3 separate regions of the Mus musculus genome follow, and all the other regions are linked to region 2. A link is a contact called in public HiChIP or PLAC-seq and promoter capture Hi-C data. All regions are on one chromosome and are shown on one strand. The core of a region is the stretch at or near the end of the contact, and the rest is flanking DNA. Distances in the headings are between cores, read along the strand shown. Region 1 holds the start of Pla2g4f (phospholipase A2, group IVF). Region 2 holds the start of Cdan1 (congenital dyserythropoietic anemia, type I (human)). Region 3 holds the start of Vps39 (VPS39 HOPS complex subunit).

Region 1 (4,432 bases), core at 362-2,861, 420 kb before region 2:
GTGGTGTTCCAGGCTCTACCTTAGCCAGGTAACCTCCCACTCAACTGACAGAAATCCCCACAGCAGCCACAGTTCAAAGGATCATGTGGTAGCACAAACCATTGAGTAACTCCTTGAAATGGCCTGATTCAGGCAATAGAACTCTGTACCATGTGTGGGTACTGCCAAAGCTCCTGGAAAGCAGGCATTGATGTGTGGCAACGGGGCCTAACACACCCTCAGAAAGCCTCCTAGAGTCAGGAGGAGGCTGAAGTCTGCCCAACTCACCCCTCCAGTGTGCCTGCATGCCTCTATACCCCACACCACACCAAGGTACCCTCCCTCCAATGATTAACACCACCCTACCACCCTACTCCAAGAGAGCACACACACACACACACACACACACACACACACACACACACACACACACACACAGACACAGAGAGAGAGAGAGAGAGAGAGAGAGAGAGAGAGAGAGAGAGAGAGAGAGAGCAAAGCAAGGATTACTCACACTTATCTGTGTGCTGGATGTTTCTGGCCCTCAGCACCTTCACTTGAAGGTCGTAGTATGGGTGGGTTTCCTGCTGAAACAACAGAACCCTAGGAACTCAGTTCCAGGAAGCTAGGGTTGGCCTGATCTCCTCTCTCAAGTGTTTTCTGGCTTGAGTTTCTACTCTGTCTTACCATAGAACTTGCCTGGCCCAGGTCACTAATGCTCCTATGCCAGGAGCTCTGGGAAGCTTTTGCAAGGCGCAGGGTGCTGGGTGGTCAGGATTGGTGAGGGGCCTGGAATCTGGGGACCAGCTCAACTCTTAGTGTTCCCATGAGCAGCTAAGCTAGGTACGCTTTATAATGGTCAGCCTGCAGCTGCCCTCTAGACGTGACCTGGGCACTAGGATAATGTATTTAAGAAGGTCAAACACTAAAAGAGAAAGCCAGAACCCACTGCACCCACCAGCTTCCATGCAGGGGCTGAAAGACCAACCAGAGGCAGGAATGGGCAAGGGGAGGGGAAGCCAAGTCTCCTAGCTTGTTCTGGTCTGATAAGTCACTAGATTGAAGACTGAGCTCAAAACAAAACAAAACAAAAATGATGATGCCAGATTGCAGCCTTCTGGGTGTTAATCTACCCCCTGAAAACCCAACAAACCCTTCTCCCTTCTCTCCACAATGGTTATACAGCTAGACTAGTGCATTCCTGGCAAACCAACCACAGGCAATGGTCTCAGGCCGCCATCATTTCTTTTTGGAGGCCTTGGCCTGTCTCTCTAGTTTGAGCTTTTCCAGGTTGTCTGTGGTATGTTCCACCCTAAATCAAACCCCAGTGCAATGGCTGGCTTAGTCCCCACGGGGTGCCAGCCATCTCCCAGGACTCCAGCCAGCTTTTCCCAAGTGAGATCAGTACATTACCCGCCTATGCTTCCATTGTGGTTCGCTCTTTTCTGTCTTCCGTAGCAGTATGGCTCCAAGAAGGGGAAGTCCCTTGCCTGCCAGCCACTTTGGCTGGAGAGTCCAGGGCATGGCCAGCAGTAGCAGCTCAGGTCCCAGTAGGGAGCTTGCCTGTTTCCCAGAGCCACCCTTTCTCTGGCTATATTCACTGTCGCTCAGGTCTGACAAGTAGCACAGGAGTGGGAAGGGTGGAGCCACTGCTAGGCTGAGGCACCGGGGCTGGAGGAGGGGTTTGAAGTGCTCCAGGAGGGGTTTGAAGTGCTCCAGGAAATGAGTGGAGCCTGCTTTCCCTAGGCAATAGGCAAGTTGCTCCCTTTCCAAGAGACTCTTGGGGTCCTGCTTAGCTCTCTGGTCTCCAACTCAGGCCCTGCTTAGCTGAACTAGTTGTGAAAAACAGACACCACTCCCATCCCTTGCCATGTATGGGTAGGGCAAGAGCCCAGATATTCTTGTTTCCAACTAGTCTGCCATTAGCAGAAGTCAGGAGGTACTATAATCAGGGCTAACCTCATCTAGCTGCCAGAAAGCCCCACACCATCTCTCCTTCAAGTCCCACTTTCTCCACAGCTCTTAAGCAGAAACAGAAATCTCTGGCTCGGGTTTTTATGGGGAATCACTGACATTTATTGTCTCTTTTGGCCTCCCTCAGTTATTTCCTTAACACAAAGGTCATGGTATGTCTGTACCAAAGCCACCCACACCCTGAAAAGATTCATTTCATGACTCCTTTCCTGGGTTGGTAGAAGTGCCTGGTGCTTCAGGCATAGAGGCGGGGGCATGGCCAGGTATTGTAAATAAGGACAGAAGAGAGGCAGGCCTCTCTATCCTTAAACTGCCAGAGATAAAGGCTTTAAAGTGTCCATGACCATTTTGAGGCTCCGGCTGCAACCGCATGTCATGTCCTTTCCTGTGGACCACAGTCATCTAGGTGGCGAGGCAGGGACAGTGGCTAGCAAAAGTTCCTAGGAGACTCTTTTCATCTCTTTAACCATAACCCTTTCATATAGCTAAGGGTAGTGGTACACAGAACCCCAGGACAGGCAGGAGGCTCACTTGAACTCAGCATCGTGAGACCAGTTTAAGGTACCAGATAAGACCCCCATCTCGACCAGGTAATCTCTACTGCCTTCCCTCCCTCACACATCCACAGCTGGAGGCTGCAATGACATCCACAAAGGTGAATTAACTCCCAAACGAACAGGCCATGCTCAGACCAGAAATTCCAGAACCAGAGGTGACGTAACTGTGGTGACCTGCTTCACCTCAGATAGATTGTAAAAGAGATCTGACTCAGAGATGGCTAAGCCCAGCCCCCTTGCTGAACATGGATAGTTCAGCACCTGGATCCCAGGCTGAAGCTGGGGCTTTGGGTAAGGAGGGGCAGAGTTCTAGCTGGCTGAGTGCTTTTGGGCTTAAACCATATTCTCTGCTCGGAAGCCATCTCCCCATGCCTCAACAGACATGCCTCAACTCAAGTTCTGGATGCTTTTCACTGGCAGAAGATCTTCAGGACAGCCACAGACAGACAGCTAGGGTATCACAGAGGGACCAAACTGGCATTTTAGAACCAGGAAAAGTGAGCCAACTTTACTTTTCAAACAGAGTCCCTCCCTCTTACCAATTCCACATCTTCACAGGAGTCTTCTGGCCATAGTGAGCTTCAGGAGGCACAAAGCAATGGTGTATTAGATTCTGGGATTCCCAGAGCGATGATGGAAATATTCTGTGCTTGTGAGATCAGCCACACATCCACAGCCACAGATGCTGTGCTGGCCACAGATGGAGGCTTTTGTGAGAGGAGTGTTACTCTTTTTTAACTTTCTGATTCTTTGTGAATTTCACATGTACTCCAATCCCATTCAACTCCCCAACTCTTCACATCCACCCTCTGCCCCCGCAACCTCCCCCTCAAAGGAAAACAAACAAACAAACAAACAAACAAACAAAATACTGTTGTGGAAGTAGTAGTGCATCAGTGTGTCCCACAGTACACCCCTTTGTCCACACGTCTTTACTTGGAAATGTTCATTACAACGAGTCACTGGTCTGGATCTGCTACACTATCAATACTGGATTCTCAGTGGGACGCATCTTGGATATTCTCTTGTTGCCCTGGGTCATGCAGCTTTGGATCTGCAGGACTGGCCCTTTTATGTGCTCCAGCAGTTAACAGATGGGGTAGATGTTGGGCTGGGCCAACTCAAAGCCCTGGATCTGAGCCTGGGTGGTAGCCGAGTTGGTCAGCCCACCAGCTCTCCTGCACCCACACCACCAGTGTGAGTTCTCTAGCACTGCTCTGGCTAGCTGCAGCAGGCAAGGAGCTGGGCCAGCCCCCCGACTCTCTTGAGAGGAGTGTTATTTTTACTGTTTTTCATAGTTACTAGCTGTCTTATCTTATTCTTCTCTCTTAGCTAAGCTACTATCCCCTTACATTTCCTTTAGTCTTCAGAAAGGGAAGAGGGAGGCTCAAGGAAACTTGGTTTTTCACTTATGTTTATTGAGAAGCAGCCTCCATCATCCTTAGGCTGGAGCTACCCTGTTCCCTCTATGAAGGGCAGGATCCTGGGAAGAAAGGATGGAGTTTAGGGAAACAGAATTAAGTATGCACACCACCCAGGAGAAAATACAGGCTTTATTCTACTGCTTCAAACACAGTTCATAAGAAGGGATGCTACAAGCCTACCAGGTAAAAGGGCAGGACTCACATGATGGCACAAGTTCTGGTCCTGTCCTATGGGGAGTGGCCTGGCATCCCAGTGCCACTCCCGAGGAAGTACATTTTAAGGTGGTGCAGATGGGTTCATGGGCAGCACTGTTTTTTTTTAAACTTTATGTATGGGTGTGTGGCCTGCATATATGTATGTGCATGTGTGTGCCTGGTGTCTGTAGCCTCCAAGGCCAGAAGTTGCTGTGTACCTCTTGCTCTGCGTACCTCTTGCCGGCTCCCTGACATACTCAACAGAGCTGCTCCTGCATTACTCTTTGCCATTCCTCAGTGCCC
Region 2 (3,884 bases), core at 1,077-3,576:
TGATACAAAATCAAATGATACAGATGGGCCAGGAGTTGTAGTGCATGCCCTCATTTCCAGAACTTGAGACGCACAGGCTGGAAAATCTATGCAGGTTTAAGGCCAGCTTGTTCTGCTTAGGGGATTCAAGGCCAGCAAGGGCTACATAGTATCACCCTGACTCAAAAACTAAACCAAACAAAACAAAACAAAAAAACCAAACCAACCACAATCTCCTCCCCCTCAACAAAAGGTTACAGGTAAGGTCTAGGGCAACTGTATCTATTAAGCAAAGGCATGCACATCCCACACGGCTAGAAACAGACATATAAGACTCAAATGTCACAGCTAGAAAACTCACTGAAACTGATGCTCCAAAACTTGCACTGCAAAGAAGACGCAATCATGGATGCTACGAAACAGGGGAGTGTCCAGGGAATCTAGGTCAACAACAAACCGTTAGTTAAGAACTGTCCCACCTGCAAACATCATTTCTCAAAGTGAGACTTGCTTACTGACCTAGGGCACCCTGACTTGATTCCAGGTCACTGTCCTTGGTGGCCACCATTCTCCGAGCAGTAAGGAGCTGAAGGACGAAGAAAAGCTCCAAGAAAAGGTTTGGTACTAGGTTCTCTGTTTATAAAGAGAAATGCCATACCATCGTACCACTGACAAGCAGGCCAAGGCTCTGCGCCTCCTCTACTCTCTTACTCTGTAGTTTGCAAGCATATCCACCGCAGCCCCCTTTGCGCTCACTCACCAGCAATGCAGGAGGAGTAGATAAGGGCTACCAGCTCCAGGCGCTGTCGAGAAGACACTCTGGCCGGGTCGGCAGGCTCTGCGGTGAGGTTTCCTGTCCTGCTGGGAACCGGAGACCCCGATTCTGGGATGGGAGAGGCTGGGGTAGGTGACTGCTGGAGTTGCTTGGTGCTATGTGAACAGGAGGAGATGTCATGATTAATCAGCCTGGCTTTACCAGCGACATTCACATTCAGGTTCTGCCAGAGAAGACATCAACAGCCCAAGAAGCAAACCCAGAATCCCGAAGGGAGAAATCAAGTTCAGGAAAAATCCCTGCAAGTCCCGCATAAGGAGGAAGTTGACATCCCAGGTGGCGGCAAAGCCATACCGCGCCTTCCTGAGCATCTCCCGCTCCTCTTGCAGACTTCTGCACCCTGGGGGAAGGCCAAGGCCCCAAGGGCTAGTGTCCAGGGTTGAGGGTTGGGAACTGGGGACACAGCTGATTGGGGGTGAGGTGAAGCAGGTCTTGGGCTTGGACAGTGACCGCTCTTCGCTCACCGGAGTTGGGTTGATCCTTCGAGAAGGCTTCGTTCTGCTGAGAGTAGTCACAGTTTTTTGTTTTTTTCCAATTTTCTATCTTCAAGCATCATTCCATCCATAACAGTTGGGCCCCTTTTAAACCCTCCCCCATTGTGGTTTCTTCACCCTCAACCTTCTAACCATCGCGCACTCTACTGTGGGGCACCAAGCTCGGCTTTAGCGAACATCTTGCAATAAGGACCGATTCTCACCCTGCAGAGCCCGGAGGAACGGTGCCTACGGGAGGGAACTCCTCCAAGTTGCTGAGGTTTGGCGGATCAGAGAGCGACAGTCTGGGGCTGCCAGGGCTGCCTGAGCCCTTAGGCTTCCGGCCTCCGGCCCAAGGCGGGCTCTCGCCACTCGCCCCCTCCTCCGCGGCCCCGGAGCCCCGACCGCCTCGTTCGCGGGACGGCCCCGGTCCCGGACCCCGCCTGCGGCCCGCACGGCGGGCCAGAGGTGCCTCGGCGGCGGCGCTGAGGGGCTCGGCTGCAGGGAAAAGCTGGCTGCGCGCCCCACGGCCACCCCGTGCCGGGGCCCCCTGCCTCGCTGGCAAGGCTGCCGAGGCGACTGGGGTCTTGGCGGGGGTTGAGGGGCCCTGCGGGAGGACCCGGCTGCTCTGCTCCCTCAGGAAGTTCAGCAGGAACGGCACGAATTCCTTCCGCAGAGGCCGAAGTGCGCTCAGAGCGGCCACCTCGGAGCTATCCTGAGGAAGAAGCAGAGGTCGCGGGGCGAGAGCGTCAGCTGACAGCGCGGGCCGTCAGCGGCTGAGGCCGCAGGGTGGGCGGCCCGGCAGCGGCGCGCAGAGGAGCGAGCGCCCTTGGCGCGGGCCGTCAGGCAGGGCAGGCTGGGAGAAGGGACTGAAGCATCATCCCCCGCGGGAAGCACATTCCAGGCAGGCTTGAGGGCGTGTCCGCACTGTTACCTCCGAACTCGGGGTGCTGCGCGCGATCCACCGCACGGCGGCTGCGACCGGCACCTCTTCGCGCAGCAGCGACTCTAAAACGGCCGCCATCCCTGTGCAGGCGCTCTGAGGCTACTGAGCAGGCGCACTCGCGCCACGGGCAGCCGGGAGGGGCGGAGCCGGCGACCGGGATCGACCGTTGGACGACGGGGCGGGTCCTTGAGGGGTGGGGCTCTGGCGGCCCGGGAAGATCTGCCCAGCCAGCCAGGCCTGCAGGGCGGCGAGGCGCCTTTCTCTGATTTCCTGGCCCCTGGAGCAATGTGATAAGATGAACTGCCTGAGGAGACCCGGGTCTGAAAGAGGGACCAGACAGGAAAAGTGACCAACTCTAAGAGACCAGCCTATGAGACCAGACACCTGTCATAAGCACAGCCTTAGACCATGACTGTAGAGCTTTTTGAGTCACTCCCTCCTCAACCAAAATAAAGTGAGTAACCTTGTGTTTTGACCTTTTTGTTTTTTCTGAGACATGATTTCTCTGTATAGCCTGGCCACTCTGTAGACCAGGCTGACTTCGACCTCATAGATTATCTTGCCTTTGCTTCCGGAGTGCTGGGATTAAAGGGGTGCGCCCGGCCTACTTAGCTCCCCACCCCTTCCCCTCTTTTACTCAAAAGGCTGACTCTTTACCATTGGCCAACTTTTTCATCAACTGACAATTGAGGACAGAGTTCATGCTGAGGCATGTTATAAAATCATCAAATGTCCATCAGACTTGTATTGAATCCCTTACGTATTGTATTAAAGAGTTTACAGCAGGGGAATATCTCAACTTCTTTTACTTGAGAGGTCAGGATTCATGATTAGCTTCTGGAAGAGTATGGCATTCCTAGACACACTCCCCCGACCCTCCTCCACACACACTGGCTGGTTAACCCTCTGGCTACACTTCCTGTCAGGTCCCTTATTTTGAAAAATATAATAGGCTTTCGGATGATACTCCTTAGTAAAAGGAAAGAAAAAAAAATCAAGATATAGGATCTATAGTTTCCTCCAAAACAAAGTAGCAGTGTATTGGCCCTGTGTTCCTCTCATTCAAAGGAAGACCACTTGGTGATAGGCAGTAGATGGAGCAGGAATCCCTCTAGCATACTGCCAAGGAGAAGAAAAGGGAGTTTTGAAAACTTAATTCTGTGCTGGATTTAGTGGATGCTTGCAATCCCAGTGCTTGGCAGGCAGAGACAGAAGAATATCAAAGTCAGCTTGAACACGCACGTCAGACCCCTGAACCCTGGTGTTCACCTAGCGTCTAAGTTAGCCAAAATGGCCTTCTCTTGGTTGTCTGTCACTTCTGTAACACTTTAGTAGTTTAGGAAATAGTTTTCACTTTTTGAAATCCAAACCATCACACAAATAGCACTAAAGTTTGCATGCGGACTGAATGTTTTATTACTAGATTATAAAAATAAAATACAAAATAATTTTAAAACAGAACTTAAAACACTGTACAAAGCTTTAATATGGTACAAATGAGAAAATTAAATAAATAATTACACTTTTATGTACAGATGGCCTATACAAAAGCACTGCATGTTTTTCAATACTCTATGCCCATGGTTGCCTGAGCAAAAACACATAAAGGGAAGATGCTTGAAGGAGAAAGGATACAATGTAACACATTGAA
Region 3 (4,087 bases), core at 1,505-4,004, 380 kb before region 2:
TGGGGAGCACAGGGGCCAAAGAGGAGGAGTGGGAAAGATGTCAGAAAATGAAACAATCTGAAAACACTATTTTGCCAGACATGGTAGTTTGTGCCTATAAGCCCAACACTGGGACCACTAAGGCAGGAGGACTTCACTGAGTTTAAACCAGCCTAGGCTGCCAAGCAAGAGATACTGACAGATAAACAACATCCTTGGCTCCATTGTTTAATATGAAGTTTAGGGGGCCAGGGGGTGTAGCTTGTCTTTTACTACTTGGTGGGTTCTTCTCTCTTCCACCCTTTCTTCCACTCTTTCAACCCACTAACACTAGATAGGAGAGATAAAGGATTAAAAGGAAAGGAGGTGACATTCTTGACAGACTACATCCTGCTGATTAGGGCAAGTTTGATCTTTGCCTTCAAGATAACTAATTTTTTCTTTCTTTGTTTGCAACTACTACTTAACAAACCAAGACAGAAAAGAGTCAACCACCAAACAACAATCCTCTTGGGGCCCTAGCATTCATGTACCCTCTGAAAGTCCCCAGAATTCCAAAGGTCACACAATTGCAGAACCAAAGGCAAAATCACACCCCATGCATAAGGCAAATCATAGTCAGCTGCAGTGGACAGTCTGAAGCGGCCCCATACTACAAACCTGGGATTAAATCAGAAATATATTCTCATAATATTTCTGCGCTTTTTAACATTTTTTAAAAGACATCAAAACCCCAAAAATTGTCTTGTTAGGGTCATGCTATTAGACATCCCAATGCCAAAAAGGCAGCTGGATTCTATAACTGGAGCTCAAGGAAACCTTCAATGTCCTCATTTCTGTTGCCCACAAGAGAGACAGATTATGCCAGTCTTTCAGCTTAAATTTTGTCTGGGTCTTCATGTTCTGATTGCTAGATGAACTTTCCAGACCAACATACACAAAAGGTACAATGACTAGAAGTAGCAATAATTGCTAGTGCTAAAGCAGCAATAGTTATTATCTAAAGCCTGAAAGTGAACAACCTTCCTGTACTCCAGCAGCGACCTTAGTAGCCGAGGGGACCGGGCATTTCTCCTGTTTGGTGTGGGGTCAAAGCAGGACAAAAGCCACTTATCATTCCCAAGCTGGTCTTGAGGAGCTGAGCTAAGTGGCCTCTTTACTCTGACAATGTGGAGTCAATGAGTCTCTCTCAGAGGAGCAGTCAATGACTGTGACACGCTAAGGCAAGTGTGTGGCAGGCAGTTGCACTCATCTTGCTTGGATGTTCTGCCTTAGACTGAACTGAATACCTGCCCTACGTGTTGAAATAGGTAGCACACACTTCTGGTATCATCTATCTGGTGTCATAACCTGTCCTCATGCTTTTGACCCCCAAAGTGTTCTGGGTACACAGATACTATTTCTCATTCATCCTTGTATTCCTGTCCATAGTAGAGAGAACGGTACAGGTGGGTATCCAGAACATATTTAATGAAACAAAAGAGAAATGAACCCCTCCATGTATTATTCTCTATTGAGAGCACTTTCCTCCAGGAAATGAGGTTTTCTTGAGATGGCTGTAGGAAATTGGGTTCTATTCTCTCCCTAATTCAAAGGACTACATCAGTTTACATTGGAGGTACTATTTTACAGAGGCTAGGGGCTGCTCAAAGAAGAGCACAGGGAAAAAAAAAAAAAAAAGATGTGAATCCCTCTAAGGAGGCCACAAAGAACCTGCAAGGATGCCTGGGAAGCGCTAGCAACAGATGCTCGGCACACTGGTCACCATCAACATTTCCTTGTGGTCCATCGTGGTGCCTTCCTTAGGGTAAACTCTACGTACAGATTCTGAACTTTACCTTTGTATGGGCCCTTGATGTTTCTTGATATTTAGGGCATGGACATTAACAGAAAAGACTGAATTATTTTTACGTAGCCTGTTATGGGTAATAACGATGCATAGAAAAGCACTCGATGTAGCCTGAGAGCCAAGATTTACGTTCTTGAACTCCAGAAAACATGAAGGATGCTGACCTTGCTTTCTGCATTGGTCAATCCCAAGAAAAAGTATACAAGGTCGCATGGGTCAGGTTTCACAGCAATCTGTTATGATGCTCTTCCACTTCAGTCAGGTAACTTGGGCACCTCACGACATAAGGTAGTTATATGAGCTAACTACTAAAAGGAAAAATAAACTAAGTGAACACTAAATGCTCTGAAGCATACGGTGCTAACATTGTCTGTCACCTAGAACACACCGCAATCATTTAACAAGGTGAAGCACCTGGCAGGCTTTGCCCTTTTCACTCAAGACTTCTTGGGAACCGAAATGGGCCCCAACAGAGCACATTAATAATGTGAGCTCAGCCTCCAACTGCATAGCGCACAAGAGAGAGCGCGGAGCGTCCACAAATGGACTGTCCTTAGCAATCACGCAAGCCGCCCGGGGTCCAGTCACGTCCGCCCTCTCTGACAGCCTGCGTCCGCAGCCCACCCACAGGGTCAGACGCCTTGCCTCTCTATAGCTCGGCGTGAGGGGCCGCTGCCTCCCTGACCCGAGGCCCCGCGGCTCACCCCAGGCAGCCAGGCAGTCGATCTGCAGGGGAAGCTTTTCCAGGATCGGCACCGGCTCGAAAGCGTCATGCATGGCTGCGGGAGCTTCACCGCCACTGTCCCGCCCCTGCTGCTGGGAGGAGCCTGCCGTCCGAAAACAGGGAAGACTCGTATTCCACCAGGGACCCCTGCTACAGGGCCTTCAGCAACAACTCCATCCTCGCCGCCGGACTTCCTGTTGCCTTAAGCCCGCCCCTTCCGCAGCAGAAGCTCCGCCCCCAACCCGAGTTCACATCCATACCAGCTGCTCAGAGTCCCTTGGTGTTTGTGGTGGTAGAAGAGAAACTGATCTTTTTTTTTTTTTTTTTAAAGATTTATTTATTTGTTTTATTTATATGAGTACACTATAGCTGTCTTTAGACACACCAGAAGAGGGCATCAGACCCCATTACAGATGGTTGTGAGCCACCATGTGGTTGCTGGGAATTGAACTCAGGACCTTTGGAAGTGCAGTCAGTGCTCTTAACCACTGAACCATCTCGCCAGCCCGAGAAACTGATTTTAGGCAGTCAACTTAGTGAAGACCTCGCGATAAAGAGGAATTTAGCTCACTGGGCTGCGTGTCAGGAGAGATGGCAGCCTGACATCCCAGGACGCAGGAGGTTCAGAGTTATCTTCAGTACGTATCAAGTTTGAAGCCAGCCTAGGATACATGAGGCCCTGTCTCAAAAACCAGCCCTCCCAACCACGGAGGAAAAAGGAACTTCTGCCTTGGCGTCAGTCTTGGGTTGGAGATATACCACTTAGGAAATTTGGCTTTTCTTTTTCTTTGGAAATAGATTGTTGCAGGCCTTACTTTCATACTCTGCAAAACCTTCTTCAAAATAAGATTGCTTAGAATCGTGAACATCTGTCAAGTCTGACACACTCTAGCCAGTCAATAGATTGCTTCAGTACCATCATTACATTTCAGCTAATTCTTAGTTGTACCTTAGGTTTACATTGTTAAAGCTGTAGACCAGTGATTCTCTCCTAGTGCCTAGTCAAGCAAGTTTTGAAAAATTCAGGCTCAGACCTCATTCCAACTTTACTCAAACTTTGGAGAGTAGTATGAACTCAAGTAAGTTCATACACTTGAACAGGAAAGCCATTATAGGCTAATGTTCCTTAGCCCGGGCATAATCCCCTAGGGATTGCATACGGGACTGTTATGTGTGCACTGGAGGATGTTGGGAAGCAACCTCAGAATCTACCTGCAAGAGATGTTAGAGAAGCCCGCCCAAAGGTCAGATACATTAATGAAGATGCAATCTGGTAAGCACTTCTGGCGAGCCACTGTTACTGACCAATGTTTCAGGTCAGAGGTCAGATAGATGTCTTCCTCAGCTGTTTTCCACATTATGAGAAATGGCCTGTGTTTTTGTTTGCTCGTTTCTGAGACATATCCACCCCTTTTACAACTAGCCAGCCTAGCTCACTGGCAAGCCAGTAAGCTCCAGGGACCCACCTGTCTCTAGTCTCAGTGTTAAGGGCACTAGCTTTGTCACATGGATGACACGGATCCAAACGAACCCGG

The links. Promoter capture Hi-C pulls out the DNA fragments that hold promoters and counts their contacts. HiChIP or PLAC-seq counts read pairs in DNA pulled down with a chosen protein or histone mark.
Region 1: a contact with region 2 is called in an H3K4me3 HiChIP or PLAC-seq map of bone marrow-derived macrophages, with 2.9 times the contacts expected there. The contact joins the promoter of Pla2g4f here to the promoter of Cdan1 in region 2. A contact is called at or near these places in 2 of 115 datasets of contacts at active chromatin or transcription factors (bone marrow-derived macrophages and large pre-B cells) and 1 of 9 other capture datasets (adipose tissue).
Region 3: a promoter capture Hi-C map of liver shows a contact between it and region 2, with 4 times the contacts expected there. The contact joins the promoter of Vps39 here to the promoter of Cdan1 in region 2. A contact is called at or near these places in 13 of 39 promoter capture datasets (the 3T3-L1 cell line, 3T3-L1-derived adipocytes, the C10 cell line and 8 more), 2 of 484 Hi-C or Micro-C datasets (both in embryonic stem cells), 7 of 115 datasets of contacts at active chromatin or transcription factors (bone marrow-derived macrophages, cardiomyocytes, double positive thymocytes and 4 more) and 2 of 9 other capture datasets (adipose tissue and liver).

The regions. Positions count from the first base shown.
Region 1 is chr2:120,312,554-120,316,985 of GRCm38.p6, forward strand. It overlaps Pla2g4f (phospholipase A2, group IVF), which reads right to left and starts at 1,612. Exons shown (of 20, transcript NM_001363073.1): 1 at 1,393-1,612; 2 at 494-566. The coding sequence starts at 1,503. Vps39 (VPS39 HOPS complex subunit) reads right to left here. Exons shown (of 25, transcript NM_178851.4): 25 at 3,908-4,432.
Region 2 is chr2:120,729,191-120,733,074 of GRCm38.p6, forward strand. It overlaps Cdan1 (congenital dyserythropoietic anemia, type I (human)), which reads right to left and starts at 2,327. Exons shown (of 28, transcript NM_026891.2): 1 at 2,222-2,327; 2 at 1,512-2,002; 3 at 1,109-1,315; 4 at 740-909; 5 at 499-612; 6 at 341-419. The coding sequence starts at 2,311. Ttbk2 (tau tubulin kinase 2) reads right to left here. Exons shown (of 16, transcript NM_001024856.2): 16 at 3,626-3,884.
Region 3 is chr2:120,350,383-120,354,469 of GRCm38.p6, forward strand. It overlaps Vps39 (VPS39 HOPS complex subunit), which reads right to left and starts at 2,755. Exons shown (of 25, transcript NM_178851.4): 1 at 2,533-2,755. The coding sequence starts at 2,605.